Regions from separate parts of the Mus musculus genome. Here all the other regions are linked to region 1. Evidence: chromatin contacts called from public Hi-C and promoter capture Hi-C data. All regions are on one chromosome and are shown on one strand. The core of a region is the stretch at or near the end of the contact, and the rest is flanking DNA. Distances in the headings are between cores, read along the strand shown. Region 1 holds the start of Nbea (neurobeachin). Region 2 has its middle 140 kb from the start of Gm32237. Region 3 has its middle 110 kb from the start of Gm32237. Region 4 has its middle 91 kb from the start of Gm32237. Region 5 has its middle 55 kb from the start of Gm32237. Region 6 has its middle 32 kb from the start of Gm32237. Region 7 overlaps Gm32237 (a long non-coding RNA gene).

Evidence for each region. Promoter capture Hi-C pulls out the DNA fragments that hold promoters and counts their contacts. Hi-C and Micro-C count contacts between places; a contact is called where the count stands out from the background.
Region 2: a Hi-C map of cortical neurons shows a contact between it and region 1, with 4 times the contacts expected there. The contact joins the enhancer-like site here to the promoter of Nbea in region 1. A contact is called at or near these places in 2 of 39 promoter capture datasets (maxillary cranial neural crest and second pharyngeal arch cranial neural crest), 2 of 484 Hi-C or Micro-C datasets (both in cortical neurons) and 5 of 115 datasets of contacts at active chromatin or transcription factors (VIP interneurons, astrocytes, embryonic forebrain and 2 more).
Region 3: a promoter capture Hi-C map of hippocampal neurons shows a contact between it and region 1, with 6 times the contacts expected there. The contact joins the enhancer-like site here to the promoter of Nbea in region 1. A contact is called at or near these places in 5 of 39 promoter capture datasets (the 3T3-L1 cell line, embryonic stem cells, hippocampal neurons and 2 more), 2 of 484 Hi-C or Micro-C datasets (both in cortical neurons) and 6 of 115 datasets of contacts at active chromatin or transcription factors (VIP interneurons, embryonic forebrain, embryonic hindbrain and 3 more).
Region 4: a contact with region 1 is called in a promoter capture Hi-C map of hippocampal neurons, with 8 times the contacts expected there. The contact joins the enhancer-like site here to the promoter of Nbea in region 1. A contact is called at or near these places in 7 of 39 promoter capture datasets (the 3T3-L1 cell line, cranial neural crest, embryonic stem cells and 3 more) and 6 of 115 datasets of contacts at active chromatin or transcription factors (SST interneurons, embryonic forebrain, embryonic hindbrain and 3 more).
Region 5: a Hi-C map of the N1E-115 cell line shows a contact between it and region 1, with 9 times the contacts expected there. The contact joins the enhancer-like site here to the promoter of Nbea in region 1. A contact is called at or near these places in 5 of 39 promoter capture datasets (the 3T3-L1 cell line, embryonic stem cells, hippocampal neurons and 1 more), 8 of 484 Hi-C or Micro-C datasets (the N1E-115 cell line, adipose-derived mesenchymal stem cells, cardiomyocytes and 4 more) and 8 of 115 datasets of contacts at active chromatin or transcription factors (VIP interneurons, astrocytes, cardiomyocytes and 5 more).
Region 6: a promoter capture Hi-C map of hippocampal neurons shows a contact between it and region 1, with 6 times the contacts expected there. The contact joins the enhancer-like site here to the promoter of Nbea in region 1. A contact is called at or near these places in 4 of 39 promoter capture datasets (hippocampal neurons, liver and maxillary cranial neural crest), 1 of 484 Hi-C or Micro-C datasets (cerebellar granule neurons) and 8 of 115 datasets of contacts at active chromatin or transcription factors (the NIH/3T3 cell line, VIP interneurons, embryonic forebrain and 5 more).
Region 7: a contact with region 1 is called in a promoter capture Hi-C map of the SN4741 cell line, with 3 times the contacts expected there. The contact joins the enhancer-like site here to the promoter of Nbea in region 1. A contact is called at or near these places in 5 of 39 promoter capture datasets (the 3T3-L1 cell line, the SN4741 cell line, liver and 1 more), 1 of 484 Hi-C or Micro-C datasets (cortical neurons) and 8 of 115 datasets of contacts at active chromatin or transcription factors (astrocytes, embryonic forebrain, embryonic hindbrain and 5 more).

The regions. Positions count from the first base shown.
Region 1 is chr3:56,181,556-56,185,961 of GRCm38.p6, forward strand. Nbea (neurobeachin) reads right to left here and starts at 2,146. Exons shown (of 58, transcript NM_030595.1): 1 at 1,417-2,146. The coding sequence starts at 1,680.
Region 2 is chr3:56,835,372-56,839,777 of GRCm38.p6, forward strand. No RefSeq gene overlaps it. Among named protein-coding and RNA genes, the nearest start is that of Gm32237, 140 kb to the left of the region's middle. Within about 2 kb of position 1,935, at least 3 of the 459 cell types and tissues checked have an H3K27ac peak or open chromatin away from gene starts, as enhancers often do. A contact at or near this core is called in cortical neurons, where this site is marked.
Region 3 is chr3:56,808,214-56,812,619 of GRCm38.p6, forward strand. No RefSeq gene overlaps it. Among named protein-coding and RNA genes, the nearest start is that of Gm32237, 110 kb to the left of the region's middle. Within about 2 kb of position 2,473, at least 2 of the 459 cell types and tissues checked have an H3K27ac peak or open chromatin away from gene starts, as enhancers often do. A contact at or near this core is called in hippocampal neurons, where this site is marked.
Region 4 is chr3:56,787,186-56,791,591 of GRCm38.p6, forward strand. No RefSeq gene overlaps it. Among named protein-coding and RNA genes, the nearest start is that of Gm32237, 91 kb to the left of the region's middle. Within about 2 kb of position 2,251, at least 15 of the 459 cell types and tissues checked have an H3K27ac peak or open chromatin away from gene starts, as enhancers often do. A contact at or near this core is called in forebrain, hippocampal neurons and second pharyngeal arch cranial neural crest, where this site is marked.
Region 5 is chr3:56,751,273-56,755,678 of GRCm38.p6, forward strand. No RefSeq gene overlaps it. Among named protein-coding and RNA genes, the nearest start is that of Gm32237, 55 kb to the left of the region's middle. Within about 2 kb of position 2,534, at least 12 of the 459 cell types and tissues checked have an H3K27ac peak or open chromatin away from gene starts, as enhancers often do. A contact at or near this core is called in the N1E-115 cell line, VIP interneurons and cerebellum, where this site is marked.
Region 6 is chr3:56,728,655-56,733,060 of GRCm38.p6, forward strand. No RefSeq gene overlaps it. Among named protein-coding and RNA genes, the nearest start is that of Gm32237, 32 kb to the left of the region's middle. Within about 2 kb of position 2,402, at least 14 of the 459 cell types and tissues checked have an H3K27ac peak or open chromatin away from gene starts, as enhancers often do. A contact at or near this core is called in hippocampal neurons, where this site is marked.
Region 7 is chr3:56,704,355-56,708,760 of GRCm38.p6, forward strand. Gm32237 (a long non-coding RNA gene) reads left to right here. Exons shown (of 2, transcript XR_375685.2): 2 at 596-711. Among named protein-coding and RNA genes, the nearest start is that of Gm32237, 8.1 kb to the left of the region's middle. Within about 2 kb of position 1,922, at least 8 of the 459 cell types and tissues checked have an H3K27ac peak or open chromatin away from gene starts, as enhancers often do. A contact at or near this core is called in the SN4741 cell line, where this site is marked.

The sequences.
Region 1 (4,406 bases), core at 896-3,395:
CTGCCACCACCACCCCCGCCCCCAGAAAATCCCATTAGTGTTTTGAAAAGAACTGGTTACACCTATAGGATGACAATCTCACAAACTTACACTGATTTTTGTGGTGACTTATTTGACGGAGTTTTGCATTCAAGCTGCAATACATACAGAGAAGCAATGGCAGGTGACCTAGCTTTGAGTTGACACACTAGCAAAAAGAAGACAAAAAGTACTCCAACTTTTCCACGAATTTCAAAGGTGCAAAAACAACAGAGTTATCTAATCCACGTCTCAGGGTACCACTGCCACAGCAGCAGTTTTCTTTCAATTTTCCAAAGGCACCAAACAGAAATAATTGCTTCTCTGAAAAGTCAGACCTCATGAGTGTTATAAAAATCCCCAGCAAGCATTTTTCTTTATATTCCTGCGACTTCACACCAAATACAATGGTCAACTGACTGTTACTGACTCACACCTTGCCTTCCCAAACCCAGCCTTACTGAATGTCAAAGGCTAGACAATGCAGAGGAAGCCGGGTTTTTAAGAAGCTTTGCTGAAGAAAGGCAAAACCAAAAACAAAAGAAATGCATTTGCAAAGCGCAAAAGCCATGACCTAGCCTCAATTATGCTCTATTTTGGCTCTTCCTCTCCTTCTGCTGGACCAAGTCATCTTCAACATTGTTTAGGTTCTCTGTAGCTAGCGCAGAACATTAAGTCATACACACTTCTGCAGTAACTCTCTTACCATGAAAGGAGCCAAAACCTAGGCTGCCTTTCAAATCTTTCTTCTGGTCTTTATCCTCAAGCCACCGCAACCATAGAAACCAACCTGTAAGATCCGGTGCCCCCCTTACATTTTAACACCTTCTGCGCCCCACACCCGTAAAGGTAAGAGATCAGCATATCTGGAGAGATACTACAAAGAGGTGAAGATTGCCTAGAGATGGAGGTAGGGGTGAGTACAGGCACAACACGCTCCATCACTGCCACGGAATGTATTTAAAGACAGATGCAAAATCTGCATCATTCGTCGTCCTCCCTGGAAAACCCAGCACCCCAGCTGCTCAAGTTGGAACCAGTGCGCTTCTCCCATTTCAGGAGCACGGGAGGGGGTGGGGGCTGGGGCGCTTGGGGGGACTCGGGCTCTAGGGGCCGGGCTGTCACCCTCTCAGAGCCACAACACGGACAATTAAGAGATGGGGAGAAGAAACTCCCAAAGGACCTGAGGGCCGCTTCACACCTCCACTCACGGCCCAGGCCCTAAGGACCGACCACTCGTCGGAAGTGCCGGGTTGAGTTGGGCACCGCGCGGGTGACAGGAGGGAGGTGGCGCGGCCGTGGCTGCGCGCGGGCGGGCGGGCGGGCGGACGGACAGGAGGCTGAGGGACGCGGGGAGGCAGGGCGCGGACGCCCGGGGTTGGGAGGGGGGGCGCTTACCAGGTTGAGCACGGTCTCCACGATGTCCCTGTTGCTGACCTCGCCGACCTGTATGAGTCCGATCAGAACGGCGAATTTCATACGGATGTTGCGGATCGGCACCGAAGGGTTGATCATGCCCGCCGGCAGCACCACCGGGCCGGAGCCGGCCGCCCCCCGAGGCTCCCCCATGGCGCCTCCGCCGCCTGCACCGCCGCCGGCCCCGACGGCCAGGAGCGCGACGGGCTGCGGCTCGAGCCCCGGGCCCGGCTTGTCGCTCGCCATCCGCCCCGCTGCTGAGGAGCTGTGCAGCGCCGCCGCGCCGCCTCCGCCGGTTCCGTTATCCCCGCCGCGGCCCCCGCCCCCCGGCCGGCGCCTCGCAGCCCCAGCATCCACCAGCGCCGCGGCGCCGGGCCCGCTCCCGTCCGCGCCTCAGCCGGGCCCGGCAGCCGTGCGCGGCGCCTCGCCGACCGCCTCCGGGGACAGCCTCAAGGGTCGCTTCCGAGGTCTCCTCCCGGGCTTGCCGCAGCTGTCTCCCCAGCGAGCTCACGGTCCGCCTCAGCGCTCGCCTCACGGAGCTCCTCGCAGATCGCCTCGGCGCTCTCTGCACCGATCTCCCCGGCTCGCTACCGCCGGCCCGGCCCCCCGCGAGGATGCCGCCTCGTCTCGCACGGCCCTCCGCCCTCCGCCGGGGGCCAAAGCTCGGGCCGCTGCCACCGGCGCCGCTGTTGTTGTGAAGCCCCGACGCCGCCGCTCACTCCGCCATGTTGCCGCCCCCTGCCTGCGGTAGCGGCCACTGCGCCTGCGCGCAGCTTGGGGGGGGCGGAGTCCTCGCTGCACCCCCTCTTTCTCCCGGCGCTCCTCCTCCGCATCCCTCACCCCTCGTCCCTCCCCCACGCGCTGGGACCGGGCCGACAGGTGAGCAGGTGCGCGGGGAGGAGTCGCGAGGGGAAGGACAGGGCTCGCCCGTCCGCTCTCCTTCCCCCTCGGCCTCGCCGTGCGGGCCACGTGCGGTGAGTGGAGGGCCACCTGCTCCCGGCCGCCTTTGCCTCCTCCTGGTCCACCTTGGGTCCGCGGCCCCACCTCGCTGCGGGGGTCTGGAGACAGGCCCAATGTCGCCGGGCTCTTGCCACAGCCCGTGGAGAGGCTGACACCTGCTCACACGGGCGCGGCTTAAAATAGATGCTGTCAAACCGGGAGCCTCTCTGCCAAGCTAGTTCTTGAACTCGCCTCCCTGACTACCCTCATGAGGTGGTTGGGTAGGTGCAGCAAATCCCCTGCTAGAAATCCCCAAAGATCCTCAGGTATGATGCCAGTGGGTGGGTGATCTCCCTTTTCCATAGGCGTATGAGGTTCACAAGAATTGTATGAATTATCAAAATACATTGGAGGTCCTCACGACCAGCCTTAGTCCGTGAGAAAATTTCAATTGAAAACATTATAACACGCACATGGCAATATCTCTGATGGCACTGAGTTAAAACCACGTAAGTATGACTGGTGGTTTCTTCCTTGACATCAAGGATATAGTTTCTTTAATATTTCAAGTGGTCAGCCCTTTTCGATAAAGACATATTGCCAGTCACCAGAAACATTAGAAATCCTAAGGTGTATTCAAATCATTTAAATTGTCATCCCAAACAAAGAAATGGTCAGTATACAAATGAATCATAATGCATAATTTATTACTATTCATCTTCTTTGACTGGTAACTCCCATGATACAGGATCTTATAAACATTTCAAAAGTACCATAGGGCAAACTTTCTTAATACCTGTATTTTCAATTAGTTCTTGGTTATATGTTTATTAGTGGTACAAACTCCCACTGAATTGATTAATTTTTTAAAGTAGTTGCACAAAAGTACCTGAAAAAAGTGGTAAATTGGTATGTCTATTTAAACAAAATAGTAATGGAATTATAACATGCTTACATCATTAAAACTGCTTGAGGAATTTGCAGAGCCTTAAGACTTCAGAGTTTGGCAATTAAGAATTCCAGTGATACTAGATGGTTGTGGAGCAAGCCTTTAACCCCAGCACTAGGGAGGTAGAGGCAAGCAGATCTTTAAATTCCAGGACAGCCCTGTCTACAGATTTTAGTTCCAGGACAACCAGGGCTACACAGAGAAACCCTGTATTAGAAAACAAAAACAATAAAAAGAACTGTGACTTTTAGAACTACCAACAATTTCTGTGCCTGGCTCAGGCAAGCATCATCTAGTTCTATAAGAACTACTTCAGTTGCAAATTTAAAATGCCATATCTCTCTTAAGTTATAAAATCCAAGCTGAAAGGTTATCTTAATCTATATATACACACACACATACATATCTGATGTGTACATATATGAAGTACATATAAATAGATATACAGTAAGTTGTACTTCTTGCTTTATTCTAGACATCTTGAATGAGAGCTTTGAGAGAGACTGACAACCTGATCTTCCCTTTTCCTTTTTTAGTGCATAGCTTGACACCCCTTTGACTGCTCTTAATTTTCTGTTATGTGTCTCAGGCAATAGGTGTGTTCATTTCAGTTTTGTTTTCCTTGTTCGTTTTCAGTTACTGGAGATGAAGAACAGGTAAAGAAAATAATCCCTGCTCAAAGTAGAAAAAGCACACTTTATTAAATTTCAGAAATATTTTTAAGCTTGCTAGTAATGTATTCTGTAGATTATCAGCTCCTTGCCCTCTTTAAAAAAAAAAAATTGGGCATGGTTCTGAATCATCCTTTAACTATCTGTGCAATCTACTCAGGCTATGTGAACTTCAGTATCCTCATTCCTTTAACAGACATGATTAGACCTATCCTACCAATGAAATGATGTCAGTTCAGCAGCAACTAGTATATAGTAAAATACATCTTTGTATCCCTCATACAGGAACTATGTGTGTAGAGTGGCCTATAGACACACACATGAAAGACCAATTACAACCTGTTTACAATGCATTCATCCAATTTAAACTTTAGTTTTCTTCAACATTTGGACCCTTACACCCCATTTTTTAA
Region 2 (4,406 bases), core at 685-3,184, 650 kb after region 1:
ATTAAACCATCAGTATGAAAATACTTTGATCAATATAGACATCACTGAAAGCTACTATTTTGAAAGGAAACAAATCGACAAAGGTCATTTTAAATAGACTAAGAAAAGGGGTGAGTACAAAAGAAATCTCTAATTGGTGGAATGTTAATCTCTCCCTCTTCTTTATACTCAAAAGAATGGCAAATCAGTATAACTCATATGCAACAATCCAAATATGGTTATTTATTCATAAGACTGTGTTTGTCAATAAAAGTAAAAGTTTTATATTTTAGCCTACTAGGATTTTTGCAAGAGCTCCTTGCCAGTGTGTTTCTTCCCAGAGGCTTATCTGAGATTTCCACTATCCCCGCTTACTTGGATTCAGGAAAGAAGCCAGTTCTCTGTTTCAGACTGAGATGGAAAAAAAAAAAACCAAAAAACAAGAAACAAAAAAACCTTGCTTCTAAAAACACTGTGGGCATTGGAGTTAATGTATGTAAGGGATTTATTATATGTGAGATGTTATTTCAAGTGCTTTGCATAAATTGACTCTAGTTTTCAGAAGAAACCCATGAGGTTTATGCCCACTTCATATGTGAGAAAAACAGAGGAAAATTTACCCAATTACAAAGCTCCAAAGCTAGTTTCTAAACTCAGTAGTCTAGCTCCAAAGTCTTAACGTTCAGATAGGTGTTTCTAAATTTGTCCCAAACACACAGCCTAACCCTAACCCATTCTGGCATAGGTCACTTTCTGTTGCTAAAGCATAGTGAAAAACAAGTGACTTTTCACCACCTGGATGCCAGAAGCTTCCAAATTCAACATTCTTACCTATAAAAGAAGTCTACAGTGTTAAGTGTGGTTAACAAATGTCACTTCTCTAATAAAGTAAAATATTACAGGAAGGAAGAAAGCAAGAAATAACTGCATTTCAAATCATTCATCAACATTCCAATGTTTAAAATCTCTCATGTATATAAATAACATGTATTATATATCATATATATCAACTGGATTTTATAGATGTGGTGAATATAAGAGTGATACCAGTAAATGGGAATGGTAGGGGAGCAAAGATAAAAAGGCAGAGGTTTGTGATACAAAATTAAAATTAGAAGGATAAGATATAGTATTCTACAGTATAGCAGAGTGCCTGTATTTAACAACCTGTGGTCTATTCCAAAATAGCTAAGGTTGATTATTATCAACATATATAATCATAATTAACATTTGGCCAAAGATCATCCTTATTTGATCATGTTGTATGCTAGCAAAAACTCACACTGTACTCCATAAATATAAATGAGTATTCTGCAATAAAAAAAAATCTATATGCACAAAAAAAGACTGTGTAGTTTATGAAGAAAGGAGGTTTATTTTGGATCCCGATTCTGGAGGATGGGAAGCCAGAGATCATGTAGTCTCTGTGCTACAGTTCACAGCAGAAAACAGAAGGACAACAGAAGGGCAACGGGTGTGTGCAAAGGAGACAAAACACAACACAGGAAGCAAACAAGATCAGTAGCTCTCCCAGTGCACTGAGAACGGCATTACTTAAAAGCTCCACCTCCCATCACCACAAGGGTGGCAAATGAATTTCAATAAGATTTCCAGAGAGGAGAAATCACCAACCACTCCCCACTACACACACACACACACACACACACACACACACACACACACACACACACACACACGAAAAGGGAAAAGCCATTTTGAAGCCTGAAATACATGATATCTGGAAGGCTTATAAAATTCCAAGAATCATCATATGTTGCTGGAGACTGAATAAACCAAGATATGTATATCCCCCATATAATTAAAGAGTTTCAAGTTAAGATAGCAAAACTTCATTTCTCTTCTTATTTTGGTCGCAGAACATAAGGACTGGGGGGAAGATTTTGTCATATCTTGAGGATACAAATATTGTAATGATGGATGGGGCTATGAATAGGAAGGAGCTTCAAAAGCATTTCACCAAGCTGCAGACACAGTCCCAATTTTATCGTCTCACAAGGTCGGGGTGGGGGATGGGAGGTAGTCTTAGAAACTACAGTGTACTTGAGGCTACATAAAAATCCAATGGTTTGGGATGGAATATATAAATTCTGGGTATGACATGGAGGAGCCATGTGTAGTGTAATTGTGAACTCTGTGCCAAGGAAGTGTGAGCCACATGAGGAGACAGAGAGAGGGAGAGAGAGAGGGAGAGAGAGAGGGAGAGAGGGGGAGAGAGAGAGAGAGAGAGAGAGAGAGGGAGGGCAGGGACAGGGAGGATGAAAAGTAAGTGTGATGTGAGTTCCTTTGTGGTTGTTGTTGAGACAGGGTCTTACTACGTAACCTTGGCTGGCCTGGAACTCACTATATAGACCAGACTGGCTTTAAACTCACAGAGCTCTTCCAAGTTCTGCCAAGTTTTTGGCTCTGGTCTCTCACATAAACAATAAAATTACTGTGAGACTATGTATATGTCAAAATACATGTGGGTCTGGAAAAATGGCTCAGTAGTTAAGAGCAATGCCAGCTCTTCAGAAGGACCAGGGTTTTATTCACAGCACCCACATGTATGCTTACAACTGTCTCTAACGTCATTTCCTAGGGATGTGACACCATCTCCTGGGATCCCCATGTCATGCATGTATTGGTGCATATGCACCTGAGGGTTGGTCAATTGAAGTTAACAGCAGACCAAATAAAATGTAGTAAGTAATAACTCAGGGTTATTTATAGAATAGTAGGTTCTAATAGCATAGAGGGTAGATATCTATCTGCCCAGCTCTTGTGCTGTTTAAGGCTGATTGTAAATAATAAAAGTTGTGAGTCTGTTATCTGGGAATTAAATGATTAGGGTAAAAAAAACTCTGGATTGTGATTTAAAAATTCTACAACACTGCTGTCCATACCCAGATTTTTCAAAGATCCAGGTCCATCTAATAACTGTCAAGGTTTCACACTGCTGTTGTGTCATTTTAACTGTCAGTGCTTCCTGATAATTAGAGGGACTTCCTGGGACATTAGCCAGTGACATGGGTTATTATTCTTACTTTTCTGGAAGTGACCACATAGGATGGGGTTTTAAATCACTTTCAGAAATACAACACAAATCTATTTCAGAACCTTGGGACTGATTCTTTCTGTATGCAGCCTACATCTAAATCAAACAAATCTTGAGAAATATCACTCAACTTTTTATTCTCTTCCAGAATTTCTTGTGCATAACTTTACCTGCACTGCCAGAGCATAACCATCTGGAGACCAAGAACCATAGCTCATGAATATCTGAATGACCTATGTCAACCATAATGGCATTTCATGGAGAAAAGGCATTTACCAAGATTTCTTTTTGGTCCCCTCATGCTTTCATTTGAACTTTTCCTTTTCTCCAGCTTTAGCCTTGGGAGCTTTAGCTATACAGAAATTAGCTTTTCAACCATAAAACTTCAGGCTCAGGTGCAAGGTTAAAATGTTATTATTGTGTGCTTTTGTTTTCAATATCATATGTTATATCTCTTCCATAAATCCCCAGAGCCCAGATATGTCTTTCTGTCCCCAATCTTTGTCTTATTCTACACCATGTCTCCAACTTGTAAAGAGAAAATGTAAGGGCTTTTCATTATACACCTTGTAAAAGCTCACAATGGTACTTCAGGGATCTATCTGTCAGGTTCTGCTTAGTCATGTATTAATTTACCCACCTGTGCCATAACACTATAAAGGCTTATCATCTGTCACTACTTCTTAAGTCATGTTTCTTGGATTTGTTTTCACGTTAGATAAGCTGTCAGCTCACTTACTAGTCTATGTCCCACGCACGCCTCTGGAACATTTCCGGTGACAGTATGTGTGCTCTGCATCCCTCCCCACGGCATACAATGGGGAGGTTTTCTATTGGTTCATCATTCCTGACTTTGTTGTACAGCATCTTGTTTCTTGGGAGGCATTCATGTGGTCCTTGTAATCCATATCTAGTTTTTTAATCAGGTTTACAGTTTTCATCTTATTATATTTTTATTTAATTACTTCTAACTTCTATACATTAGAAGACAGTCTTTATAACAAAAATATATGACAAATTATCTTCAGCGGAGAAAAAAATAATCCATTAACCTCTATACATTGCTTTCTTTCCCTGGATCCCTAACATTTGTACATCAACAAATGACCTTGATTCTTTGGCCAAAATGCTTTCTTTTCTTTTCTTTTCTTTTCTTTTCTTTTCTTTTCTTTTCTTTTCTTTTCTTTTCTTTTCTTTTCTCTTCTCTTCTCTTCTCTTCTCTTCTCTTCTCTTCTCTTCTCTTCTCTTCTCTTCTCTTCTCTTCTCTTCTCTTCTTCTCTTCTCTTCCTCTCCTCTCCTCTCCTCTCCTCTCCTCTCCTCTCCTCTCCTCTCCTCTCCTCTCCTCTCCTCTCCTCTCCTCTCCTCTCCTCTC
Region 3 (4,406 bases), core at 1,223-3,722, 630 kb after region 1:
ATTTATGAAGAGACCACTCAATGCCATCTCAGTGCCCTGAGGATTCTGTCATAAGCATCGTTTTGTCCCAAGTTTAATAGGATTGATAAGGCAAAGAGAAGTGACAGACTGATGACTACTGCATGTGGTAGTCTAGAAGTCCAAAGTTTGCAGCCCTTTGAAAAGATGTACTCTAATACTCATGTTTATATCCCTAGCACCTCTGTAACTGGCTCACAGTTCTTTGCTTTGTAAAAAAAAAAAAAAAAAAAAAAAAAAAATAGCAAGAAATTTAAAAAAAACAGTTCATTGTTTAGGGATAATTGATTTTTTTTTATCATCTTTTGATTGAATCCCGACATAAATGTTTTACATTGTACACTGTCTAACTAAACAGGTGAGTAAAGAGTGACCCATAGAACAGAGCACAGGGTCCCCAATGGAGGAGTTAGAGAAAGAACCCAGGGAGCTGAAGGGGTTTGCAGCACCCTAGGAGGAACAACAATATGAACAAACCAGTACCTTCAGAGCTCCCTGGGACTAAACCACCAACCAAAGAAAACACATGGAGATATATGGCTCCAGTTGCATATGTAGCAGAGGATGGCCTAGTCGGTCATCAATGGGAGAAGAGGCCCTTGGTCTTATGAAGGTTATATGCCCCAGTGTAGGGGAATGCCAGGGCCAGGAAGAGGGAGTAGGCGTGTTGGTGAACAGGGGAAAGGGAGAAGGGATAGGGACTTTTCGGAGGGGAAACTAGGAAAGGGGATAACATTTGGAATGTAAATAAAGAAAATATCTAAAAATAAAAAATAGTGACTTATAGACAATAAAAGAATTTAGAGAAAAGTAGGTTTTACATACTCTCTGAAACTGGAGTTTTAAACATGTTAAGTGGGTGGGTAGGGGAGTGGGGGTGGGTGGCTATGGGGGACTTTTGGTATAGCATTGGAAATGTAAATGAGCTAAATACCTAATAAAAAATGGAAAAAAAAGACTATGTATAGACTATGGAGACTTTTGAAGTTGGGCTGAGTGCTTTTTACATTATGATACAGCCATAAACCTATAGGGCTAGGCAATAGTATGTGATAGTGAATGAAAATGATCCCATAGGCTCATAGGGACTGGCACATTTAGCAGGTTTGTTCTTGTTGGAGGAGGTGTGGTTTTGTGGGAGGACAAGTGTCACTTGGAGTGGGCTTTGAGGTTTTAGATGCTAAAGCCAGGCCCACTGTGTCATTGTCTCTTCTGCTGCCTGTGAATCCAAATGTAGGACTCTCCAGCCCCATGTCTATCTGCATGCCATCATGTTTCTCACCATGATGATAATGGACTAATCCTCTGAACTGTAAGACAGTCTCAAATGTTTTCCTTTATAAGACTTGTGGTCATGGTGTCTCTTCAGAGCAATAAAACCTTAACTAAGACAAATACATAGTGAAACTCTGGCTTGAAGGAAGGGAAGAGAAGATTTAAAAAATGAGGGGAGGAAAAAGGAATAACAGAAAGTAAAGAAGAGAAGGGAATTTGTCAAAGTCACAGAACCTTGACTTTCTTTAATTGCTATGTTCAGTTGACTTCATGTATAGGTATGAATCAGGAGGTGATGTGGGAGATCTCTATTCTCATGTGTCTCCTGCTCATTAATCACCTGTGTTGTTTCTTCCATTGCTTCCTACCAGCTCACTATGTATAACTTCTTCCTAGTCTAAGTTTCCAGATCTTTAATATCATCTTGTGGAAATGTTATTTAATTCGTCACTTTCTCTTTTATGTTGCCTGTTTGATATAGTGGCATACAACTTGGTTCTTAAACGACTAGGCACAGGCTGTTAAAATGGAGTTCTAGTAAAATCAAGCTAGAGATCAAAGCTGTAAATCATTTACATTTATCTGGATTCTGTCAGGGAATGTTTGCTCTTTTTGACATTTGAGAGATGATGCTTTAATGGTCTTTTTAATAATAGGCTTACCAAAGTTCTCTGTCTTGTTTAAATTACAGTGATTCTAAACTAAATAAATAGATAGATAGATAGATAGATAGATAGATAGATAGATAGATAGATAGATAGACAAATAAATAAATAATAAATAAGCAGCAACAGTAAGTATGTTTAGTTGAAGTATGTGAATTACTTTCAACTTAAAAGAAAAATTCAAGACAAATGAATGACAGTTTATCTAGATTCTATACCAAAAAAAATCTTGATGTTTGTTCCAAAGATCTATTTGAAAAATGACACAGAGTAAATGGCTAGACACTTCCCATCTGCAAATACAGCTTTCTGTACCACAGTGGGAACAATTTGATTATTCTCATTTACAACCTAAATGTTGTTTTCACAACTGATAACAGCCAGCCCAAAATAAGCACTTTACTACTTTGAAGTTTTTCCATTGTTTGAAATATTTTATTGCTATTAACATGAGAACAGAAAATGCATCTTGTCTCATCAAACATTTCAACTGCACATGTTTGCTCCACGCAGCACAGAATTGGAATGAACTGACAGAAGGCAGAGAGTCTGGAAGCCTCCACCAGGAGTGGGGTAGGTGTCCTAAGAGAATACTAAGTTCTCAATATTTAATTAAGGCTTACTATATTTAGATGCAATTAAGCAGCATTTGCATTGTCACTAATGATCTAGTCTTAATTCAAATATTCACAGAGGTATAGCCCACATACAGACCATGAAAGCTTTGACTAGAACAGAGCAGATGCCAGTTGGGAGTGGTGTTTCAGTACATAAAGGTGATGGATGGAAATCTGTGTCAATGCTCAGGTTTTTTGAGAAAAATGTCCAAATCTCCAAGCCTGTGTAATAATGCAGAGAAATGTGGAGTGATTACCTATGGGCTCCCCAGCACTCAGGAAGTAGAGGCAGGCTGATTTATGACTTGGAAACTAGCCTAGTCTACAGTGCGAGTTCTAGGACAGCCACGTAACCAATGAAATCCTGTCTCAAAAAATAAAGTAAAATAATATATAAAATATAATAATAAAGGGAATATTTGTTGCCCCCTATAGGCTGAAATGGTGATAGGAGACTGAGGAAGAGCTGTCTTCTGACTTATTCCTTATAAGACAAGTATGCCTCACTTGTTGAGTCATTCCTTTAATGACTTTGCTTTAAGAAAGAATTCTCATACAGACTTTTGGGATAGCATTGGAAATGTAATTGAGGAAAATATATAATAAAAATATTAAAAATTAAAAAAAAGAATTCTCTAACTAAAATACATAATGATAGTATGTCTGGCTTATATTTTTCTTTTGATCCTTCAAGTCCTCATTCCTTACTTCAGTAGCATCTCTTCAGACAGTATGTTTTCTTACAATCTATCTACTACTCAAGATGGTCCACATCTTATAACTCCCTTTCTCACACTCTACAGGAAGCTTAACTATGTCTTCTGCTTGTACAAGTCAAGTAGATATGTGGAGCTTTATCTTCCTTGGTCTTGGCCATGTCCCCATACTTCCCACTGTACACAACACAATAGACTCGTCCACTAAATGTGTCAACAACCTAGATGAATGGATAAAGGTGATTACAGATCTGTTCAGCTTTGGACTCTGGCATGCCTGATCACATCTAAAGGACCAAAAAGGAAGATTTTTTTCACTTTTCAATCACCTATTTGCCCACAGGAAACATTTGGGAAGGGACTAGTCATTGTAAAGAGAATACTAAAGTCTAAGTGTTGTGGTTTGGTTTAAGGTTCTATCCATCTAAACACCACTTTTGAGCTTCTAGGTCTACTTTTGTTAGATGTATGGATCTGTGGTCACATATTTGTCATATGAAACTCAGAAAGTTAAGAGTTGTTAAAATGTTAGAACACAAGTTGTTGAGAGATACCAGTTTATAGACACTGGGATACAATTATTCCAAAACCTGATGGAATATGGGTGGTAAATGCTAGATCCTGAAGAAGAAGATTTCATAGGAACCAATGAGTTTAGCTCTTACAGAAGGAGTAAAAAATGAAGTTTTTATGTCCATCAAATGTAAAGGTATGGGGAAAAGGAAGAGCCTGCCTCATGGAACTCTATGGGTCCTTTCTGTCACAGGGACCCTCATCCTGAAAACAAGACTCTCCCAGGTCTCTAGAAGCCTGTGATTCTGTATAGACATTGATAGCCTTATCTTAGAGGCATTCAATAGGGATTTGAAAGCCCAGAACAGGGCGATAAACACATTGTAATTCCTAAAGTCATCAGTGTGTGTACTTGAGAACTAACCTGCCGAATCATATTTGGCGAAAACTTCAAGCATTTTCTTTAATTTAAAAAGGGATGTTTTGATTATTAAAAATATACAGCTGGATTTTTTAAATTATACATTCATTGTGATTATCAGTCCCTTTAATTTACTTTGTATTTATAATTATTTAAGAACTTGAGTGTTTTCCAAGTCACA
Region 4 (4,406 bases), core at 1,001-3,500, 610 kb after region 1:
CATGTGTTGTTAGAGTCCATTTCCTGTTGAGGTATGCATTGTTGCTCTTAATCTCTTTGCTCTAATCTTGTACATAGAGTGCTTAGGGTGTGAGTAGAATATGATTATTATATCATAGATGTATAAGGGAGAAAGCAAAGACAGAAAATAACAAAGGATCAGACACAAGACCCATGAATGAAGCTCTGAAACTGTATTCTGTCTCTATATCTTTTCTCATCTTTGCTGTTATAATGGCAAGATATGGGAGAAAAACCCTGTTACATGCATTGAAGTGATTGACAGAATGAATTCAGTCATTTTTGTCTTCAGTTCTTGCTTGTAGATTTAAACATATCAATGAAGGCATATGAATTTCAAAGTCTTTTTTTTTTTTTTTTTTAGGAATCTTCTGTCTTCTTCCTACCCTTTAGCCATTCATCCCCCTTCCCTCTTTGTATACTACTTTCCCACCTCCCGTTTTTTTTTCTCTATTCTTCATATGATAACATTCCCCACAGATTTTCATATTAAACTGTAATGATCATTCCTTGTCTGATATAAGCATGCTCTGTTAGTAAGACTAGAACCAGGAACCATTAAACAGATATATTCAGTTTTTTAAAACAACTTATAGGAGGAACAACAGTATGAACTAACCATTAACTCCGAGCTGTGTCTCTAGTTGCATATGTAGCAGAGGATGGCCTAGTCGGCCATCAATGGGAGAAGAGGCCTTTGGACCTGTGAAGGTTATGTGCTCAAATAGATGGAAATGCCAGGGCCAGGAAGCAGGAGTGGGTGAGTTGGGGATCAGGGAGGAGGGAGAGTATAGGGGACTTCAGGGACAGCATTTGAAATGTAAATGAAGAAAATACCTAAGAAAAAAAGAAAAAAACTTAAAATTTTTATTTGTATTTGTTTACTTGTTAGTCTGACTATCTATCTATCTATCTATCTATCTATCTATCTATCTATCATCTATCATCTATTTTCATGTGTATTCTTTTGTACACATGCCTTGGCACACAGGTAGAGGTCAAAAGATAACATGTGAGAGTTGGTTCTTTCCTTTCTCCCATGTGAGTATCCCACAAAAAGCTATACCCACTGAGTAATTTCTCAGAACCAGTGAAGGCCTTGTTTTAAAATACTTTATTCCCCTTCATCCACAGGAATTCTGGTTTCCTTGGATGAGAGTTTATAAAGTATTTAGCCTTTGCCTTTCTGAGGTCTTCTTTAGACAGCTCTTTCTCTTCAGATAATAAAGGAATCTTGTTTTTTATTTACCAATGTCATCCTTAATTAAAAAAATCATTACCTTTCAGATATAAATAAATTAAAATTACCATGAACAATGACAATTGAAAGAAATGAATAAGAGGTGGCTACCACTTTCATCCTGGAGATGCAGAACAAGCAAAGACAGCAAAAGTCAAAGGGCCAAGTAGACTCCTGTGCTTGGTTCTTCAGCATCTGTCTGCCTGAAGTCACATTTCCAGCAACTCCCTGGTCTCCACGCATATTCAGTCTGAGTGAAAAATGTCACATGTGTTAAAGAGACAGGGAACTATGTTCAGATGCTATTTTTATGGTATATATGACATATTTCTCAGTAGGTCATATCCACTGGTATATATATTCATACTGATTTCTGCCCTATCTCCTGATTCTGACATTAAAATACATTTTCAAATCAGCTAGGTGGGAATGAATTTGTCAAGGAGATTTGAACTAAAACCCTTCTCTTGGGATAGCTAAACAAAAATAAGGTATAATGAGGCTTAATTATGTTTTGTTGGTAATGATGGTAACGCCTTTCATCATTGTCAAAATAGCTCTGTTATTGGAGGGAATGTGTGACTTCCCCATGTTTGCTTGCTTCAGTTGTCCCTTTCTCTAAATAGATTTTACATTCTGTAAAGAACAATGATTATGGTTCTTATTATATTTTTATACTGTTTTCTTCCATCTGCTGTTCTCTCCAGCAAGCATAATTACCTGGCTCAGTTCTGTAACTCACACCTTTTATCCTTCTCCTTACATCTCAGAGCAGATAGAGCTCATCAAGATCTGACAAGGAATTATTCCCGGAGTGTTGCTATAAACAGTCAGCCAGACTGTTCCTCTTCATATTTTGGCGAGTTACTGCCATATTTTAACTGGAGAAATTCAATAAAAATGCAGTTTTCTGACTAAAGCTTAACACAGAGAAGAGCTGCAAAAATCCTGAAATAATTCAATCTGTGCTGGAATTTTGTTAAGCCATTCATGGGTGGTTGGTGCTGTCCAAGGTGCTGGTGAGACTGCAGAATGTCTAGTGCCAGTCTACTCGAGGAGTAAAGAGATTGAGACAATCTGTAAGAAATGTAACCTTGGAAGAACAAAGAAATTAATATAAAGTGCCACCTATGTGCAAAGTCTCTGAAGTGTTTTCACCAACCCTTTATATTTCAACCAGCTTCAACACACATAAGTGTCAATGTCAGCTTGTATACTGGTTCATTTTTGTTCTCTTTGTAAACTAGCTTTTAAAGCAGACTTTAAAAGTCTGTTATCTTCCCTGTGACATTAAGTTTCCACTAAGAAGGTTGTTTTTCCCTGTTACTACTTATTTGTGTTCCGTCATTCACAATTTTATGGCCTTTATCCACCTACGTGAACTTCTCTCCATTCAGCTGCTCTCCACCCTTATCCATGGTGTCTTGTATCTGTGTATCACTCAAATGGAAATGTGTCTTTCTTCTGAAGAGAAAATCTTTTCAGGAGAATGAACACATGACCCCCAAACCCTTTCCATTTGGGTAGTAGTGGACCTTAGACACAGGAATGAGCATGGTTTCCTCTACTGAATCTGACAGCAGCTGGGAGCAGACACAAATACTAACAAGCTTTGACCAATCCCATATAAGCAGATCCCACTAATTGGTATATGAATACTTTCTGGAATCTACTGGTTCAGATTATAGTTTCTTGTAATTACTTAAATCATATTCAATACAACATTGCATTAAAATCTAGACACAAGACTGTGAAATACTCTAATCTTTAAATATGCACTTTCTACAAAGAATAAGTCCAAAGCCCAGTGATAATCAATGCTAAGAGGGGCTTCCCTGAGCATCTTACATAGGAGCCTTTGTCTCTGAACTCTGAACCAACCACGCTTCAGTTCAAATCTAACATTTACTCCTCTTTTCTTCCTCTTCTCCCCCTTCTCCTCCCTCTTTCATGCAGCGTTTTACAATGTAGCCCAGGTTTGTCTCCAACTAATGATCCTCTTGCCTCAGCATTCTAAGTGGTGGACCCACAGACATGTGCCTTCTTGAAAAATCTAGTCTCTAAACACAAGTTTCTCCCATCTAGACCTTGGGGTCTTGTGATAATTATTTTGACTCATTTGATTGAATTTTTCTTTCATACATTAAAATGATAACAAATTAAAGGAATCACTAAACATTCAACCCTAACCCTCTTCTCTATTTCTTCTATCATAATATGGTTTGCTTTCTGTGAGAAGGTTGTAATTGGGGTTTAGCTTGTAGACTTAATGCTTTACCAACTAAGCATAAAGTGGAAGTGCAAGCAACATTGATGGAGGAAAAGGAGCCCTCCTATTTAACAAAAGTAATCAGTGCCTCCCCCCAAAGAGCAGATGGTTATCCCCCAAATTCTACACAACCCAGCCTGTTAACTGGGCAAGCTTCTTCTGGTAGGAAGCCAAATATTGATTTTAATTTTCTTCTATATTTCACAATGCCTACCTTACACCTGATTGTACTCAAGGGGGAAGTTGGTTCTTAAGAGGCAAATTTCACTGTTCCCAGGCCTAATTGTGGGTGGGTGGGCAAGTACAGATTTTGGAAGAATCAAGATAGGGTACTTTATTTCTCTAGCTATTGGCAAAAATGTTCATGCATAGTGATTTCTTCTGAATGAGTCATGCCTAGTAGGAAGTTGCTGGGGCAGTAACAGTCAAATCAGGGATGTTTATTGTGAGAAAATTGAAAAGTACAAGCCAAGCTAATTCTTCAAAGACTAGGGTATAGACAGTCCCAGTGGGACTTAAGAGAGTAAGGGTGTGCTATTGGATTCTAAGACCTAGGTTTTCACAGAGGTCAGACAACTGCCAGCATCAACCCCCTGCCCAATACTTTCAGAGCATGGTTCCTTCATCCCTTCCAGGGATCACATAACAGATACACCTTCACTCCTCTGTTTAGAGATAAGTTCATTGCAAATGAACCTGAGAATAAGAAAAGAGGAAACTGCCATGTATATCATAACTTCCATCCACCTGGACAGGAACATATAAGTCACTGCTCTCCAGAGACTGAAGTAGAACAAGCTGATGTGTCAGTGATAACATAGCTACTTCAGCTGTTTGAAACTCAGCTCTTCTTACCCACTGCCCATTCCATGACTGC
Region 5 (4,406 bases), core at 1,284-3,783, 570 kb after region 1:
GTGTGTGTGTGCATTTGTGGACCTGTATGTATATGTATGTATATCTGTGAGTGTATGTATGTGTATACATGTGTCTGTATGGGTATGTGTGTTTGTATGTGAGCATGTGTGTATATGTGTGTATATATTTATGTATGCCTGTATGTGTGTGTGTGCCTGTATGTGTGTGTGTGTTTGGTAAACAAGACATAGTAAATACTTTGCAAAATAGTCAAGGAAAGATAATATTCGGGACTGGAGAGCTGGCTCAGTGCTTAAGAGCACTTACTTCTCTTGTAGTAGACATGGGTTCAGTCCCCATCACCCACATAGAAGCACACAACAACCTTTAACTCCAGTTCCAGGGGATCAGTGTCCTTTTCTAGCCTCCACAGGCACTGCGTACCAGAGGTGCACTTACATGCATGCAGGCAAAACACCCATTCATCCATACAAATTAAACCAATACATTCTTTGCCAGAACCTCTTAGATACATAGAACGCTATAGCTGTGAACTCCAAAAGCAAGTCCTTTGGTCTCTGTGTGTGTGATTTTCCTCCTCCAATCCTCCTTGATCCAGAAGAAGGGAAGAATGAAGATAAGATGTAAAAGATGATTTGGGAGAGTTAAGACAAAAGTATTTCAAAAGTTATATGTTAACATAACTCATGAAACATGTTTTGTGCTTTTCAGCCACAGTAATAGCAAAGACAAATTGCTTAGTCACCAGCCATCCTGGGAAGATGTGTGTTGCACCCTTGATCTATTTTCCATTAAGCAACATCTTGACTTTCTGTCAATAATGTAGCTTCCATGAAACATTTTTGTACAAATTTCAGACTTCCTGAGAACATACCCACACTTGGCTATGTGCCCTGGACTTTTGCATGCAGATGTCCAATGGTTAAGACAAATGAATGGCATGACAAATCTGGGTGCTGTAAAACACACTTGGATTCAAAAATGCAATTTACTTGGAGTCCATCATTTCTGTGACACTCATAGATATGCTGCTGGAAACCTTCTTTGGTTTTCTCAGTCTGTTCCCCAGACTTTCCCGAGGTGGTTCCAGAGTGTCTGGAATCATCTGTTTATTTTGAGTGAACAAACTTGAACGTATAATTTAAATCGTTGTACCCTAGTTTCTCATTTCCATATCTTTCAGTTTCTTTGTAGCTTATTATCTACCCCAAGATCTGGACCATATCTGGACCAGACCCCAAGATATACCCCATCTGATTTGAATTGTTCTTTTTACTTCATAAGATGAATATTCTATCTCCAAGGCAGCAGCATTGAAAGGAGTGGGTAGTCATGAGAACTCTGAATAATTAGTTTGTTATGAGGCAAATGTGATTCCTTCTTACTCCCTCTCCCCACTCCATGCCTCTCCCCCTTTTCTTTCTGTCTCACTGTTTCTCTCCGTCTCCCTCTGTATCATGTCTGTCTATCATCTATCTCCCTTCTATCTTTGAACATGAACAATATATTCAAAAGTCCTCACTAGATGCATCCCCTTCATCTTGAACATCACATATTGCAGAAACATGAGCTAAGTAGATATATTTTCCCTATAAGTTACCCAGTCTCTGGAATACCTGTCATAGAAACATAAAGTAAACTAAATAAAATACTTGACTGACTACAGGCACTTACAAGTGTGACAAAAGCAAGAAAGAAGTGTGGAAGGCCAAGCAAGTAGATGTTCTTACATCATGGAATATTGCATTGCTCTGAAAAAAAGAAGGGCAATCTGAAGTCTGGAATTAGGGGTAAAAAGGAGACAAAGGATATCAAAACTCCTGGACATTTTCTATAGAGTCATAAAAATAGAAAAAGAGAAATTTGAGAGATATAGACTCTGGCATATTTTGCAAAACATGTATAGGAGCATTGCACATGCTTGGTGCTGTAACAAAATGCATGACAAATTATTTGCTAGAAGAACAGTTTGTTTGGGTTCATAGCTTTCAAGATATAGACCATAAAGGTGGGAAAGACCTGTGGCAAGCGTGTAAGGTCCTGGCAGTTCCATCCACAGTCAAGAGACAGAAAGTAGACAGGGAATAGGGCCAGGCTGGAAAGTCTGAAATCCTATCTCTCATAATTCCCTCCTTCCACCTCCTAAGTTCACACAGTCTTTCAAAATATCACCACTGGCTGGAGAGCAAACGTTCAAACACATGAGCCTATCAAGGGGCACTCATTTAAATTGCCACGCCCCCTTTACAGAGAGTTTTCTGTGCTGAGGCAGAATGATACATAAATAAATGTTTCCAGGACATGGTCCCCTTTGGCTAGACATGGACAGCCGATGGCTTCAGTCACATGCTGTAGGAAGCCTGACCACACTACTCCAGACATCTTTTTTTATGGAAAAGCTCTTTTACATCCCTTGGTTTTTACTCAGAACAAATGCTCTGTTTTATTGGTTCCCTCGGGTTTCTAGGAATCTACATGGTTTCCTGGTAGCATTCAGGCTCACCCTGGTGACCTGGTCTAGAGGAAATGAAGTACGGTGGCTTCCTGCTGAAGTGGTATGACGACATGCTGATAAATGGCAGCTATTTCTGTCTGGGCTGTCTGCCTCCTGTCACTGGTCCACATGGCAAGCAGTCTGACATCTCTGACTTGGCAGCTGGCTTCCATCTGCCCCCTGCTGGTCTGCAACTGTGACCCTGGTTCAACCCTATCTTCTAAAAACTCTGGTACATGACCACAAAGCCACACAAATCCTAACATACACTTTTGAAAGTTACACCTGAGCTCAGTCATTTAAATTCAGAACCTCTAAGATTGGTTCCGTTTAGACTCCCAAATCTCAAGAAAGAGAAGACATGCTGCATCAGGTGATTGATCATAGGCAATTTCTACTATTTAACCGAGGAAGTTGAGTGGGTAAAAGCTGCCCTATTCACTCCCTCCCTTCAGCTTCTCTGACAACACCTAAAACAAACACGGTAGATCTGATACAGGATATGCATCCTGCCTTGGTTCATTCACGGTCTTAATGATTTATTTCAAACCTTAACAAGAGGCTTCGCAGACAGATGGCTTACCCTCATAGTCAGAGGACAGGCCTTCATGAACTATGAAAGTCTTATCACAGAAAACAGTGAGTGCCCATCCCAGAACTGGGTTTTCTTTTTCTTTTTCTCCCAAAGAAAGCACAGGTAATGCCCACATACTCCTTGCTTGGGGTAAATGGGTGTACTGGGGGAATTTAGAGTCCATCTGTATCCAGAACTGAGTGTAACAGACCTAATGTACTAATCTTTTTTCTATTGAGTGCATCTAACAGGATTCTTGCTGTTAGCAAAGAGGACAGAGTAATCATGCAGCAATGACACATGTGGCTTGGGTTATCAATGAGAAGAGCCTCTACCCACCCCGTGCCCTGAAGCCTTGCAGGTTTACAGGAGAAAGAATCAGGTTCTCGCTCCACAATTCTCTCTGTGATTCTTTCTGGGACATAACTCATGATGTGAGGAGCCCAGGAAGACCTGATACTCCTGCTTTCAAGTGCATATTCTTTGCCTCTGTCTGTCCCTGGGGGCTGGCCTGTGGACCAGAGCTATTTTAAAAATCGATAAAAATGTTAGAATTGTGTGGCTTCCTCCCATACATCCAAGTTCTAAATTGAAATGAAAGCTGAGCAAAGATTGTCTGCTGTAGGGGACCTAGCTATTTTTTAACTCTCTTTTGTTAGGGGACCAGCATCTTCTGCTTTCCTAGAACCCATTCTGCTACAGAAGTTCCTGGAATAGTTTTAACATTAAAAGCAGCCTTGTCTTCACAGAAATTTGGGAGATGATCCCCAAAAGAGGTTGGAGGCAAGAGTCCATCTGATCTTTCCCTGAAAGTCGTAATCTGAGCCTGGAACTATTTATAGGCTTAAATAAGCACTCCGTGCTGAACATCAAAACATATAGGGCACACACTCCTTAGCAAAGCACAAGAAGCCACTCGGGAGGAGTTGTTCCATACTGATACGGTTAAAATAAGGAAGAATGTGTGATTAGCTCTCTCTGAAGAGGCTTAGTTCAGATTAATACTGTAACATGGTTACGTTTTTTTCTCTCATTGAATAAAGATAAGATGGGGTTAAGAAGATTAACCATTAAGAGTACATACTGTTTTTGGAAAGGACCAGAATTTGGTTCTAGCACCCACACTAAACAACTCACAACCCCTTCTGTCACCACAGATCCAAGGGGATCCAATGTCTTCTTTTGTCCTCTGTGGATACTCTCTTTCCCCAGAAACACATACATGCTCATAAGTAAGAAACAAATCTTTAAAAACCAAGGATTACTGAGTTCTTGATGTAATTTCCTCATTTATATGCCACTTGTATTGCACTGAACCTATAGCTCTGTCTCTGTTTTCCTGCATGTTTCATCAGGAGCGCCACATATGCAAATCA
Region 6 (4,406 bases), core at 1,152-3,651, 550 kb after region 1:
GGACTGGAACTTAAGCAGGTCAGGAAGCAGGAGCTGATGCAGAGGCCATGGAGGTTCCTTACTGGCTTGCTTCTCCTGGCTTGCTCAGCCTGCTCTCTTATAGAACCCAAGACTACCAGGCCAGAGATGGTCCCACCCACAAGGGGCCTTTCCCCCTTGATCACTAATTGAGGAAATGCTTTACAGTTGGATCTCATGGAGGCATTTCCTCAACTGAAGCACCTTTCTCTGTGATAACTCCAGCTGTGTCAAGTTGACACAAAACTAGCCAGTACAATACCTATCTCTCCATTTTCCCTGATGACTCATCCAATTATCTCAGAGCCCAGCACCTCACAGATCTCTACTGGAAGTACCTTCTAAAGGCACACTTTTCTTTAATAGTCTCCTTGAGGATGCTAGAGAAGTGGGTGCTAGAAGTCTGTAGCCACTCCTCTGTTGCTCATAGTTCAAGTGTGCATCCCTTTTAGCCATGACTTATATAAGTCAAGTCTTCCAATTCTACCCACAGGCCAGCTTCCACAGCTGGAGAGTTCCAAGTCCAATCTGGGGTCTTAATCTAGACTTAAACTAGGTTTCTAGTTTCCCAGGATACAGCATTAGATCTCAGATAGACAGTGTGCCTTGTAAATGTTCTTAGGAGGCCTGTTTTGACCAGGTACTGGAATTCATAGAGGAAAAACTATAATTGGTATATATATCATTTGAAATTGAAATCTTTTAAGTTTTTTGTAAGGACTATTTTCTTCTCATAGGCATTTTACACATTTGCCCTGAAATACTGTTCAATTAAGAAAGGTTTTATAGGCAATCTGAGAAAAGGTTTCACTGTGGCTCCTGAGTTAAATGTTTGCAAGTTGATGTTCAGGTTATTTGAAGCTTTTTGGGCAATCTTAAGTTTTTCCTGCCATAAATGGCTGTTTTAGTGCCTCATTTTGCTTTCACTAAACCATCTTAAAAATTTATCCTCATCCCATGTTAGATACATGGGCTTGACCATGGCAATTAAAGGCCTCTTGGTAGTTGCTGGATTAGTATTGACTCTCTATCATGAAGTTCCCTCTTCTAATCATGAGGTCCTGCAGAGTGGTAGGAGATTGAAGTCTTGAGATGCCCCTGGGCTCATGATCCATGACAATGTTCACTAAATGAATAGATCTTCAACTGGCTAATCTATTAATTGCTGCTATTTAATGATCAATTCAGATCACTGAGTAGATGATCTATCATGGTGATCAATAGTCATCATGAAGAAAGCTGAAATGGAGACCACCACAAATCAATAGAGAACAGGACACTAAAACCACGGCTAAATCCCAGTACTGTACACCACTGGAGATTCTGTTTCTGCTTCCAAACTTGGGAATTTCTCCTATGCAAGCTGAACTTGTTCTTTGAAATTCTAGGTCTTTCAGCAAAATGTTCTTGTCTAAGCATTTTTTTGGCTAAAGGTTACCTAACAAGGTAATTTTTCTATTGGTGCATTTTGAGACTCTATATCTATTCTTTCAGCAGTTTTAAACTCTTTCTAGATTGGTTTCACAAGAGACTGATACATACAGAGCTACATTTCATTGAGAAGCTAATAATGTCTCTAAGCCATGGCATGTAAGTTTATAGTGTCTCAGGGGGTAAAAGAAACACAATCTCTGAATGATCCTTATTGCTTGCCACCAAATCACCAAAGTCTAGACTCCATATCTTTGTGGAATTAGGCAGAGTGCTAGCTCTGGACAGAGTTTAATACTTCTCCTGGTCCCCGAGAAAAGGATAAGATAGGTCTTAGACCAACAGCAAGTTTTATAGAGAATCCAGGGTCTTTTTAACAGAAGGTTAAAAATTTAGGATTTCCAGGATTGCTAGAGTATGTGTCAATCCTAGGCCTCATGGCAATTTAAAATTTCTGAGTAGGTGTGAAGTCCCAGACACCCAGGTTTGATCCTTATCCTTGCTTTTGTTTTTCCATTAAGCAAGCATAGTTTTGCACCTATAAGCTTATGAAATAATCACAGTCAGATGGGCCTTAGCATTTAGGGCTGGGAAAAGGAGAGCATAGGTGGGCTTTCATCACCAGAGCTGGTGTTGGAAAACCTCAGGAAGGAGGCAGAGTGCATTTGCCCTGTACTGTGAGATGTTGACCTTAGCAAAGATAATACACTGACTTTCCTCAATAACCCAGAAGCTGGGCATGGTCCAGGAGACTTGCTGCTGGATTTCAATGTATGTTAAGAGATTTTCCTACATGCCCTCAGTTGCTTTCCTCATAGCAAAAACTTTGAAAAGAAAAGGCCACATATGTACAAGATGGTTTTCACCCAACAGTCTTCCTGGCTCTCCTAACACGAGGGACTCTCTAGTGAAATATGTTTCTAAGCTGGTTGCCATGGAAATATGTTTTAAAGATAGCCCATCCCAGGGAACACTAAGAGTCACTGATGGCAAATCAGGCTTTGATTTACCCATTCAATACAGCTTGTGGAACCACTGAGAGCAAGTGCCTGGTAACTGAGGTTTTAGAGGCTGCCTGGTTTGCTCCGGAGTGTGGTGTTTTGTGTGAGGGCTGCCTGTTAATTGCTGAGTATCCACGTGAGGCTGAGAGGTTAGAGAGCCTTGGAGGCTCTGTGCTTCGCTTCCTCCTGGGCACTATGCTTTTGGTGTTTCATTTCTATCTTCCACCAAAGGATGCAGAGGACAGGAAATTCCAATCAGTGTTCCCATCTCTCATCGGAGCTGTGTCTAGGAGCAACTAAAGCCAGTCGCTGAAATGATGTGTTTGTTTATGATGACCCGTGGTTTTGGTTGTTGTTATTCTTGTATGAGTAAGTTGACTGTTTGCCAGTGGCTACATATGAGTTAGTTAGAAAATGGCAGATTAGCTGGGCGAAAATCATCTTAGTACATATGTACATAGGTTGTACATTCTAATAGTGCAAGCATGTCTAGAGACACTTGATCTGCTGATTTTCTATTTTTCTACCTGTCTGTCCATCAATGTCTGTTTGTCTGTCTGTCTTATCCCCTGCCACCCTCCCCCCAGGATTTCATTACATAGCATTGACTAGCCTGAAACTTGCTATGTAGGTCATGCTGGCCTGGGATTCATAGAAATACACCTTCCTCTGTCTCCAGGATGCCGAGACTGAGGCACCACTCTACCCTGATGGTTTGTTTATTATTTTTTTTTAATATGGGGAGAAACTTGGATCATTCAAAACTTAGAGTGGAATGTTTTTCATGATACAAATCATTTGTTGGACCATACTTATTCTTTAAAATTGCATAACAATTGCCAAATTTAAGGAAGTTGTTAATCGATTTAATAAATGAAAAGCATCTAAGCTTCCACTGAGCTAAGAATGTGTATATATACTTATGTATACACACATGCATGCATGTATATAGCCATAGATGTATATGTATATGTGTATGTGTATGTGTATGTGTATGTGTATGTGTATGTGTATGTGTATGTGTATGTGTATATGTATATACTGTATACATCTATATGTAAATATATGACTATGTACTATATATACATATATACCGGATTTTTATCTTTATATAGGCTTATGCATGCATTTTATCACCTGTCAATCATTCTACATTAACATATATATGTGATGGCAGCTTGTCGGTTGCACTGGTGAGTACTTCCTATGAGCAAAATATGAGCTGTCTTTCTATATAGCAAAGGAAGCACTGCAAAATGAATTACCATCTGCAGAGAGAGAACTTTGAAAATGAGTTCCCACCTTTCTGTGTCATTCTTACCACACATCACCCTTCTGTTGAAGGTGACAACTGCTCCTGATGTGGACACCTGTCCTTTCTTTGCTTATGGAACCAGAGCGGTACAACCTTGCTTTTCCAGAAAACTGGTTTTGCCCTTTCTTTTCCTGAGCAGAAGGCAAATTAGTGACTTGTGGAGACAGCCCCTGCCTGTGTCAAGATGAATCACTGGATGAGGACTAATTAGTGGCTCTGGGCATTCTTTAGTGTTGCCTTGTAGAGTATCTTATAGTTGGTCCTTGTCTGCTGTGTGGTTGCTGATGGACAGCATCAACCCACGCAACTGAAGTTCATCATTTTGATACCTGGTACAGCACACAATGGCAAAGTCTTTACAACAGTGCTTGCTCTGGGCTATGAATCCTCTCACACATGCACACACATTAACACACACAAGCACATACAGGTACACACACAGACACACAAACACTGACACATTCACACACATAGAAAGAAACACACACACAGATATACACTCATGCTTGACATTTGTCTGAATCATAAAGCACCAGCAGGGTGTGGAGGATTGGGCTATGCACAGACAGGCTGGTCTCCAGTCGAGCTGAGGTCTGAACCCCGATGGTCATAATGCACCTACATGACATGGTAGGCATTCC
Region 7 (4,406 bases), core at 672-3,171, 520 kb after region 1:
AACATATGAGAAAATTCTCTTTTGAGGTTTGGGATTTTAGCCAAACATTACTTATTTAATACATGCCTGCTCTAGGCTGAAGCTTATATTTGACCAGTGTACTGGTTTCTCCTTATGACTTTTCTACCTCTATTGTTTTTCCCCGTTTCCTCGGTTCCCTTGTCCATTCCATGATATAGTGTCATTGGTCTGCTGTAGTAGTCAAGACCCCACCAGAATGTTGCTCAAACAAACTTTTTTTTTCTACCTATATTATGAGGGGAAAAAATATGAAGAGAATTCTCCAGGATAGACCACAACAGAATTAGCTTGTTAGTAAGTCACTATATCCATAGATGTTCTCAATTTTAATACCAGAAATCAAATGCAGGCTCATTGCTTTGCTCATTCTCTCTGAAATAATCTTAATTTCCTTTGTAAATAGTTGTCTTGGAATAGTTCTGGGTGAAGGAGGGACCAATAATTCAGAAAGCAAAAAGGAAATAAGAAAAATGTAAAAGAAAAGTTTCCATTCAGAATTGTCTAAATTAGACCACATCATGTCATGCCTGGTTCTGCTACTTTTATTGCTGAGTTCTTTTTTTTTTTTTTCCAGACATAGATTTTCATCTGGAAAATGGAGATGGTTGTACATTGGGACCCAGGACTGAGGGCTCATCTGGAAAACTCATGGAGTAGCTGTTATTAAAGAAGAGCAAAGTGATTAATGTTCCTTTTTTTTCAAGTAGTCTTTAATACAGTTAGCCTTCATGCAAGGCAAGAGAAAAAAAATCTACTTACACGTGGAAAGCATAAGCAAGTCACGCTTAAAGCCAAGGACCTCAGCAGAGCTATGTTAGAGGAAGGGGTAAGCAGGTAACCGTGACATTCCTTGGCCCTCGGGGCACCAAGTAGCTTTACAGTGACAGGGGAGAAGTCATTGGGAGACACCACAATGTCTCTGAAATGTACCCTTCCTGGTTTAAACTGTCCCACCTGATTCCTCAAGAGGAGCTGGAAGGAAAAGCAGAGATAGAGATATAGAGATGCTGATGTGGACCTCATAGTCTTATTGGTACCCTTGAGAGGATGCCTAATGACACTTCTAAGACTTCTAAGACAGCACTTTTAGGACAATCCATGCTTTATGTAGCTTCCAACTATTCAGGAGGGCATGCCAGCTACAAGGGAGAGAACATATTACATGGTCACTTACCAGCTCCATTGAAAGTTACATATTGAAACCTTGACACCCACAGAAATGAAGCCCCCAGGTTGGGAGGGAGCAAACAAACCAACCCAACAAAGCTGAATGTAGTGGCACATGTTTATAATACTACCATTGGAGAAGCAGACATAGGCTGACCCCTGGTGCTTGCTAATCATACAGTGTATCTCACTCAGAGGTCCCTAGGTTGCACTGAGAAACCTGTCTCAAAAATTCAAGGTGGGTAGTTTCTGTGGTAAAAACAGACACCTGAGGTGGACTTCTGACTTCAGCACATGTGCAGACATATGTGCATGTGCACCCATAAACATGCATCTGTACATACACACCTACAAGAACATGTGTATACGTAGCACACAGTAGAAAACATGTTTCTAGAGATCTCTAGATGAGTACATTTTAGATTTCCCTGAATTGGTGACTACCCACAAACGTGACACTGTCATCTACAACTCATTCTGCTTTGGGTGACACTGCCACCTCTTCCATTTTGGAAAGCCATACCCCGTTGCCAAAATCCCATGGAACCTTCTTATTGGAAGAAATAGTTGTCGAACACTTTTTCCAGGTCAGGGATTTATCTTTCTGAGACTAATACCCATTGCAAATCATCTTTCTGGGAGCAATTTCTCATAGCAGCCATGACACAATAACACAGGAATGATTGCATGTGACAGTCCTCAAGGATAGCCGTGGCTAATCTTGTGTGAGTTAGACAAGAGGCCTGAATGAGTCATGGTAAAGTCCTCTGTTAAGAGTAGGTGAAAAATGCTGCACTCTGGATGAACGTCTTTTTTCTTTCTTTTCTTTTCTTTTCTTTTCTTTTCTTTTCTTTTCTTTTCTTTTCTTTTCTTTTCTTTTCTTTTCCTCTCCCCTCCTCCCCTCCCCTCCCCTCCTCTCTCTCTCCTTCCTTCCTTCCTTCCTTCCTTCCTTCCTTCCTTCCTTCCTTCCTTCCTTCTTTCCTTCTTTCCTTCTTTCTTTTTATGTGTATACAGAATCCAGAGACTTCAAACATAGGGCTGGGACAGATAATTCAAGGTGCTGGTGGTAGCTGTGCCCCCTGAGTGAGGCAGATGTAATGCTCATGTTGGTGGAATATTAAAGGTGATGCAGAAGAGAGACTTGTCACACATTCTGGGGTCAGTAGCTCAAATTATGGGTTCAGGAATCAAGACAGAGTGTGTTTAAGAGTTCCTGGGACTTGATCAAGAACAGCTGTTGGCATCTTAATTATGTCAGGGAGTGGGAGACCCTAACCTGGTTAAATCTTAGTTCAGTTGTTGCTAGTTGATTTTGGAAGCAAAGCTGAGAGATTTGGGGCTATGAAGTTACAGCTATAGCAAGGAGTCCTTGATACCCAATGGCTTGATCTCCCACTGTGCTCCTTTCTGCTCTGCTCTGATTTTCTGAATCCGAGATTCCTTGTCTTCTTTCACCTTCAAGATTGAGAGCTGATTCAGGAATGGAAAGGGTTTTCCATTTCTCTTTTCAAGGTTGCTTAAAACTCTATTCTTCCACGTGGAAACTTTCCATCCTCCAATATGCCCACAAAATTCACCAGCTACATCATTATTATTGCTGTTTTTATTAGTGTTGTTGCTGCTGTTATAATTATTGTTATTAACCAGTATTGCACTGTTCTTGTTTTTAATCCCTGACATGTAAACACATGGTGGAAAGATCAAAGGTGTGACTCTCCTTTACTCCAAAATTTATAATGCTTTCAATTTAAATATCAGTGTGCAGCTGGGAAGAGACTGCCCTAAACTTTCTTGATTTTTATAGGAGAGAAAGTGAAGTTCTGGGTTCTATGTTATCTGGAAATACCTATTTGGTTTTCAGGAGGCCTTTTATCTTTGCTTGGCTTTATGTCACAGAAGCACCTTCCTCCTCCACAGTCCTGGGTCCTATGAAATATGGATGCTGCATTAAAAGCAGGAGGTACAATGTAATCATTCCATCCTACGCACATAAAGATGACGCTCAAGTGTTCACGGGAAATAAAACACCAATTCCAGGTAACAGCTTTACAACTGTCATCCAAGGTGACAGCTCCTCTGGAGCAGTGCCTTAAAATAGAAGTTGGTGACATCTGTTTATTAAATTTGGTCTACATGTATTCTAGGCAAATTGGATTGGGGAGGGCTTTAAATCACAGGGGTAACGACAGGCATTTCCCACTTACCTTAATTATAGAATTTTTACTATGGAAATGGCTTATCAGCAACTGCAGTTTGTTTATCTATTTTTCCCTTCTTGAAAATTAGATCACATAAACCATAAAGGTCTCAGATTGATTTTGCAGACATTTGGATTATTTTAAACAAAAAAGGCAACAGCCTCGGAATAATTGACTCAGTCTTGTTATATAGACACAGCTCCAGGCCAGAGCACTCGATGCTTTTGCATTCAATATGCTTGCTTGAGAAAATGCTCTGCAGCTTTTCTAGGCATTATTTTAAATTTATTTTTGCCTGTTCCAAATTCATTGCATAGTCAAGATCACCTTCTTTATCATTACATTTTACATTCTAAGAATTCATGTTTAAGCATCAGACTGCCTTTAAAAACATTCAAAATGCATGCAGCTTTGCTATTTTCCTGCACAAAGGCTCCTCTAAGCCTGGAGATTATTACTGGGTGAAGTCGAGTGGTAAATCTATCCTCATCTGAGGTGTGTTCAGTCTACTGACTGGAATGCTTTGGTGGACATGATTAAAAAAAAGCTCCAACTCTGATCTATTTAGCTTTCCTTTGTCTTCAGTGATGTATGAAATCTCTTTTAGGATATTATACATTTTCTTCAAAATTTATCTCCTCTTGTCAACCAAAGGACACTCCTTTCCATTATACTTTTTATGAGAGCCAAAACATGACATGCAGCTTCAATTAACAAATGCCAAAAAACATGTGTCGGACATCTGTCTCTGTAAACCATGGTAGCTGGTTCTGAAACATCCCTGGGAATTGCTGCAGAGAAATAGGGCACATTTTCTGACATTTGGCCTAAATAATGTGGCTTTGTTAGCAAGAAAAGAAAAATTCTACTCAAGACCTTGGCTTGAATTTGGGTCATAACTATTAAGTTAGGTGTAACTGTCTGATTACATTTTGAAAAACAGCTCCATCAAAATACATTTTAGAAGGCTGATTCTCTTCTTTTGGCTTCATTGTGGGATTTTGGGCTCATTTTCCAGAT